2 separate regions of the Mus musculus genome follow, and region 1 is linked to region 2. A link is a contact called in public HiChIP or PLAC-seq data. All regions are on one chromosome and are shown on one strand. The core of a region is the stretch at or near the end of the contact, and the rest is flanking DNA. Distances in the headings are between cores, read along the strand shown. Region 1 has its middle 110 kb from the start of Gm40394. Region 2 has its middle 93 kb from the start of Mir5099.

Region 1 (3,425 bases), core at 866-3,365, 270 kb after region 2:
TAAACCACCAACCAAAGAGTACATATGGAGGAACCCATGGCTCCATCCACATATGTAGCAGAGGATGGCCTAGTCTGACATTAATGGGAGGAGAGTCCCTTGGTCCTGTGAAGTCTTGTCCTCAGTACAGGGGAATGCAAGGCAGGAGTGGGTGGGTGAGTGAACACCATCATTGAGGCAGGGAAAAAAGGAATGAGATAGGGGTTTTCTGAATGGGAAACTGGGAAAGGGTATAACATTTGAAATGTAAATAAATAAAATATCCAGTAAAAGAAAGGAAAAATTACATAAAGATAAAAAAAATAAAAATAAGAAATCCAGCCACAAACTAAAAATATTTTCCCTAGTTATATACATATTTTGTATCTATGGTATATAATAAATATAACATAAAGTTACAAATTTGCAAATTTACATAAATTTAAAAATTAACGTAAGCAAAACACCTGATAGTTAATACTGCATGTCATAAGAGAAGGGCAAGTGAAAGCTACACCTGTCAATCAATCAGTCATTATATACTTCTGAGAGCTACCTATCTGTTCTCCTCTCAAAATGTATATTATATATTAATTTAAATGGTCAATATGTAGTTAACTTATGTGTATGTTACAAAGAAAAGTAGTTAGAAGGACGGCAAAAGGATTCTATTGAGAATTGGCTAACCACACTGCATTGTCTGCCTCTCTGACTACGAGCAGTCTTCCCGGAGATCAGCAGGTTTCCACTGAGATGGTGGACTATGTCTGGGCCCTGATGGCAGCACCATCTACTCAAGAGAAAAGACCGGGTGTAATGACATAGGCAAAAGATGTCATCAATGTCACAGTGCCGAGGCAAGTCTCTGCTAACTTTTTCAGGTACTACCAATCAGGTTAGGATTTCTGGGTGATTTCTCTTTTAAACGGATTAGAGTTATAATATCAAATGATACATTATGTCCATTCCTAAACCCAAATAGCATTTCTCCAGAAAAGATGACTCTGTATGGAAAAATGTGGGTGCTTATAGAGAATTGAGGTTCTACATGACAATCTCGGGATATTTATTGCCTGAATTTATCCCATCCCTTAACTTTTGGAAGTCTCAGTTTCTGAATCGGTATTATGGGGATAATTAGACCTAACATTTGTCGGACCTTTTATAAAATGTGGTACTTTGTATAGTATCCTCTTTCTACTTACCACTTAAAAAAATGTGTTTTCTAAATTTCTGTCCTCTATTCTTGGTCATTTATTTCTGCCGACTAGATTTAAAGCCTCTTCCAAGTTCCTATTTGTGCTCTGCCCCAAAGGACTCCTGAAATGTCAAACTAGGTTCAGATTTTCAGAAGCTTGCATAATATTTGTAAAAGAGCCATGGAAACGTATACGTCTGGCCAAATGACCTTGGCCTCTTCAGGCCTGGTGGAGTTATAGTGTGGGGAAGTGCTTTCTGCTTTCTCAGACAAACTTCCTGAGGTTTGGATTTATTTATTTGCCCATGGTATATGTCACTCTTGTCATATTGCTTCAGACAACCCTTAGTGAATCTGTGCATTGTCTGTATCCAAATATAAACGTGTCTTCTTTTGTAGCACTCACAGGAGTCTCATCCTGTGCGTGCCCTTTGTGTCTGCGCATGGATAAATTTCGATCTGTCTTTTGCAAGGACAGAGTTTCCTTCCGGTCTCCGCTGTATGCTAAGTGCCCAGGAAAGAAGGAAGATGGAGAGCTTCACCATAAAGTGACTGAAACTTTTCTCTGAGTTCTTCTCACTTCTTCTCACTCCTCCTCCATGCCTATCTCTGCCTTTACTATGATTTGTCAATACCTACTTGGATCTTAAGGAATTAGGAAACTGTGGGACCAAGACACCAGAACCATTTTTCCCTGTTGTTGATAAATACCAGTTGGGCAGAGAATCTTATGAGCTCTTACAAGCTCATCTTTCTTATAAGATCACATTCTTATTTTGGTTAATGACGAGTTCAGTTTACAGGTATAGTGGGGACTGGGAAAAGAGGCTCTCAAAGTCCACATTCACGCAGGCTGTTGGGCTCCATAGCGACAAGCTGCTGAAGAGATGTTTCCTACTCCTCAGCACAGGAGCAGGACAAGCTTGTGATTGCCTGTTGAGGCCTTGGATCAGCCTACCCTGTGAAAGGCTGTGCTGAGAGGGTGCTGTCCTGCCTACTGCCCCCACTTGGAACTCCACTTGGCTTTTTCCATTAATGTTTCTTCTATTTGAAGTGGTGTAATTCACCCTCAGTGTGTGGTCTGGCTTCATTCTCACAAGAGCAGAGACTGCAAGAAGGGAGCCAAACTGTGGTGGGCCAATGGTAAAAAACTGCTTCTATTTTCCGTTTTAACAGCAATTGTTTTTTCCTTTAACAGACCGAGAGGCTGTAACTGGTTGGAGGAGGTGGGCTAGAATTTCTGTGAATGGAATGGTTTAGAATATATGTAATTTAAAAGCAAGTAAAAAGAGAGAATGATATGAGTTTAATACAAAGTGAAATGGTTATTAATATTATGTCTCTTTATTCATGCATCTGTACACATCAAAGTCTACATTCTATGTTTATTGTACTCTGAAGTACTTTAAACATTGTAACTTCAGCCTGAATTCATATATCTTCAGACATCAGACTGTTCTTGAATCTGCACCAGTGTCTTAGCCACACAGTTCGAGTAAGTGAACAGGCTAATTCCTTGTGAAATGTCATAGCATATTCATTGCTTTTTTGGTTTCCTGTAATTGAATGATGATACAGGAGAAATCGAGAGTGCCCAGTCTGGCAGTAACACTTCTTGATGATGAAGTTTAGATTCATAATGTAGATTATGTAGCAAATTGTGTAACAAATTCAAGAACACATATGTAGCTACAAACTTAAATTCAACATGATGCTTTAAAATTAATGTTGAAACATCAGACAATGCACTGAATTTTACTGCCTCAACTATTAAAGTCTGCTAAATGGGATAATGATGGCTGTCTCCACCTATATTAAAGGATTAGGGAGTTATTGTCTGTAATGGGATTCTGAAGTCATCTGGTCCCCAGATGCACTGCTTTTTATAATAGGAGTAGACATAGATAAATAACAAAATTTCTTCCTTGTTTATTGCCCAGCTTAGTATTTAACTCACGAAGTCTGAAAGCTCATATTGTGAAATTTTATAAAAATAATTTGCCTGAAACCTCAAATACATCATAATTTAAGTAATTATACCTTATGCTTTTGAAGCCATGTCACCTTTGCTCTTTAAAAAAAAAAAAAAGGCAGGGTAGTACCAAATAGTCCACACTGTTTTGGAACTCAGTGAGTAGCCAAAGCTGGCCTGGAGCTCTCAATTCCCCTGTACCTTTATGTCAATTTTTAGAATTGTAAGTGTGGGCCACTGTGCTCGGTGAGGTTGTGTTATATTATTTCATGGTCA
Region 2 (3,793 bases), core at 95-2,594:
ATGTGTGAGCATGCGTAGCGAAAATAAAAAATAAAAAATCCCAGCAGTGTGCTGTGGGAAATGTAGCATGGAAAACAGAGACACAAAAGAAGTCTGCTGCTTGAACTTTGATTTTTGTTGTTGGAAGGCAGTGTTTCTTATTAATCTTTTCCTCCTTTCCAAGGAGAGACAGGTATGGGTTTCCATTATTATTTTGTAGTGATTATTCATGTAACACTGGTAAGGAAACTTAGTTCATTTTCACAGACCTTGTTTTATAAAGATATAATTTTAAATATTCAGACCAGACTTTCTCGGGCCCCTCCTTCTCCAGGACCTGAGTATTGGCATACTTCCACTGAAAAAGAAAAAAGAAAGAAAAAAAAAAAAAACCCACCCATTTACAAGGGAGGATATCAGAAATATACATCCTTTCATCCATGCCCCACAGGCTTACACACACACACACACACACACACACACACACACACACACACACAGAGAGAGCACCAGCTGTTTTTCTCATGGAGAATATGGGTTACTTGGGGAAATCTCTCTTCCTGTTTTTATATGGACAACTAAATTGTTGTATAGCCAGTTAATTTTGGTTAGGTCAATAACACAAGGTTAATTATTGGAGCCTTCCCTTTTGCCTTCATAAGATTAATAGGAAACAAGAGAAGTAAATGAAATATCATGAATTATCCTAGAAGTGTTTTTTTTTTTTTTAAATTTGGGAAGTTTTTGATACTTTAAAATTATATTTGAAAATATTTTATTCTTTTTTTGGTATCTTTTCTGTGAGTAAATAGTGGAAGAAGGTTTTGAAAATCTCAATGATGTGAACTTAAATTGATTTATAAAGGATGTTATAGTATGCCAACATTTAGAAAAGCATACCAATTTCTGTTTTATAATGGAGACACTGTTAAAGTTAAAAAGATTGTCTCACCTATGAGGTAACTTCGAAATGATACCTTTCCTCCCTTGATACTCTTCAATTTGTTCAGAATAACTGTTCATGTTTAAAAAAAAAACTATATTATGATCCTACATCCTTTTTATAACTTGGGATTTGAGTCACATATCAAAAGGCAAGGAAACTGATTTTCATCAATGGTCTGGATCCAGCTTCTTGCTGTTATATAACCTCAGAATAAAGCAGCCATATCCCTGCTGATATCGCCACTTCTTTTCCTTGATCTTGCTCAGCGTCAGCCAGAGAAAAAGAAATCCATCTATACATTTATAAGGACAGTTTTTCATTCATGGCCTTGTTACTCTTAGTACGTGCCCCAAAGAAAAATATTCTTCAACAGCCACTCATAAAGAAGCAGAAAATGGCAAAGCCACAGAGAAGGAGACGTATGTGACAACAGTGGCGGTGTCTTCCTGGAGACAGAAAACAAACAGAGCTGTGGAAGAGCTTGCCAATGCATGCCTGCCAAATAAAATATTGTTTTATGAAGTCAGGAAAAAACTAATTTAAAAGGTTATTGTAGGTTATTTGTGGTCACTTCTGGTGTGCATACAGAATGATGTCATCGAGAACTCTTCTCTATTTATATTTCAGTTTTAGAGATCTTTTGTCTACGACTCGATCTCAGCTACTAGACCCATCTAAAATTCAATACTCATAAAAATCTACACTGAGGAATAAAAATGAAAGGAGATGGAAAATAGTCCCAGCCATGTCCAGGCAAGAAATCATTCAGGCAGATTCATCTTCTAAAATACCTACACTTGTAGATGTCTTCTCAATCTCAGAACATATTTGCTGGAAAATTTCTCAAATAACCAGAGGAGAGCTTCTCTAAAAATGTAGAGGTAGGTGGGATCCTTGCCAGAGACATCACATCAAGGACAGACCAGTGAAGGAATGAAAGACTCCTGGTGTCATGCAGTGTCTCTCTCCTCTCCTAAGAGGACCCTACTGAGTCCCCCAGGGACGGCTCACTCTGCCATAGCTTGTTAGCACCGGATTCTCTTCATCCATGAGTCATTGAAATAGCTTTTTTTTTTTTTCTCAGTGGAGTTTTATGAAGGGCAGTGTGGCTGGAAACCCCTCCTGCTCATGTTAATCTTTAGTGAATTAAGAAATGTCAAAATATCATTGTATGAAAATAGCCGGGAATCTGGTAAATGTTAGCAACTAGGAAGAAGGGAGATTAAGAGAAACCCGAGACCAAAACAACAAAGCATGCTGGATATTAGAAATAGCATACATAGAAATAACATATGAGAATATATGTTTATAGTTAAAAGGTGACGCATTAAAGTTTATATCCTTATACCAAGTTGATATAATTTGCAATGTCCTTATATTTATTCAGTCATTAAAAAGATTTAAACATTTTTGAGCAATTTGGTTTATCAGATATTTCTGTAATAAATATTTCTTCTTTGCACCATTGCCAATAGTTTTTTCTTTGTAGAAACATAAACAGAAGACAGAATGAGTTATGAATATAGCAGAAAATATCATGCACTAAAGAGAAAATGAAATAGGGGGGTAGAGATATGTTTGGGGTATTGGTGTTGCTGTTTTAATTTTTTTATCTGGTGATACCTCACAAAAGACATTTGAGCAACATAGAAAGTAATGGAAAGAGTGAACTATATTGACATCTTTTGGAAACTATTGCAGTCAGTCAGTAAGAGTCCTGAGCCAAGAGGACATGTGGGGTGTAGAAGAAACCCCAGGAAGGCAGTGGGAGTAGCAGGCTTGTGTACAAATTAGCATCATACTCCCATTCGCACAGACACCACCTCTGTGTAGGAGCTGACAATGCCTGTGAAATCTGAAGCAAATACTTCAGTAGTCAATGAACGCACCGAGCTTCTGTTCAGGATTAGGTTGACTTTGCAGAGTCTCTTTGCGTGAGAATGGAGAGTCTCAGGAGATCCAGAATACTCAGGAGAATTCTGAAGTTACCAACTCACGCCAGCATCTGTTGGGTTACAGTGCATGCTAATAAGCTTGTGGTTACCTAGTGGAGAGTCTCCTGTGCTATCTTCTGGTTTAAGTACTCTAAGCCTGTGAATGAATTCTGCTCTGAGATTCCCAGTGGTTCCTTACAGATAGTTTCTTTTTGAGAAGTCTGGCCCCTGAAATTGTTTCCTCATCTCTCTCTCTCTCTCTCTCTCTCTCTCTCTCTCTCTCTCTCTGTCTCTCTCTCTCTCTGTACCTTTGAAAGTGATACAAAGCATGAGGTTCAGCAGTTGTGATAAATAAAGCTGTAGAAATCACAGAATGGAGACAAGTTATAAAAATATGTGGTAGGTGGATATAAAGTAGTATTGAGGAAAACCAGGGGACTGAGGAGATGGCTATGGGGTGAAGCTGCTTGGGTGAGGGTCAGAATTTGGATCCACAGAAATTAAGGAAAACTGCCTGGTAGATGTGGCTGACTTCCTATAATGCCATTCTCAGAAGGCAGAGACGGACGATTGCTAGACTAAAGGAATAAATAAGATTTGTGATGTCTGGGATTGATTAAGAGATCCTGGCTTAATGAACAAGATGGAAGAGAACAGAATCCCACATTAGCCCAGCACACACATGCACACATGACTACAAAAACCATGCACCCACACAAATGCAACACCACGGAATTCCAGTAGCCCAATAAGTTAGGACAAAAGGCTTTACAAATGCGACACCACACACACACACACACACACATACACACACACACACACACACACACACACACACACACACACAGAGAGAGAGAGAGAGAGAGAGAGAGAGAGAGAGAGAGAGAGAGAGAGAGAATAACAGATACAGGAAGATCAAAACTGGAATATTGGT

What was found. HiChIP or PLAC-seq counts read pairs in DNA pulled down with a chosen protein or histone mark.
Region 1: an H3K27ac HiChIP or PLAC-seq map of heart atrium shows a contact between it and region 2, with 11 times the contacts expected there. The contact joins two enhancer-like sites. A contact is called at or near these places in 1 of 15 datasets of contacts at CTCF or cohesin (pro-B cells), 1 of 484 Hi-C or Micro-C datasets (adipose-derived mesenchymal stem cells) and 4 of 115 datasets of contacts at active chromatin or transcription factors (embryonic limb bud, fibro-adipogenic progenitors, heart atrium and 1 more).

Annotation. Positions count from the first base shown.
Region 1 is chr12:36,989,971-36,993,395 of GRCm38.p6, forward strand. No RefSeq gene overlaps it. Among named protein-coding and RNA genes, the nearest start is that of Gm40394, 110 kb to the left of the region's middle. Within about 2 kb of position 2,116, at least 7 of the 459 cell types and tissues checked have an H3K27ac peak or open chromatin away from gene starts, as enhancers often do. A contact at or near this core is called in heart atrium, where this site is marked.
Region 2 is chr12:36,721,542-36,725,334 of GRCm38.p6, forward strand. No RefSeq gene overlaps it. Among named protein-coding and RNA genes, the nearest start is that of Mir5099, 93 kb to the right of the region's middle. Within about 2 kb of position 1,345, at least 30 of the 459 cell types and tissues checked have an H3K27ac peak or open chromatin away from gene starts, as enhancers often do. A contact at or near this core is called in heart atrium, where this site is marked.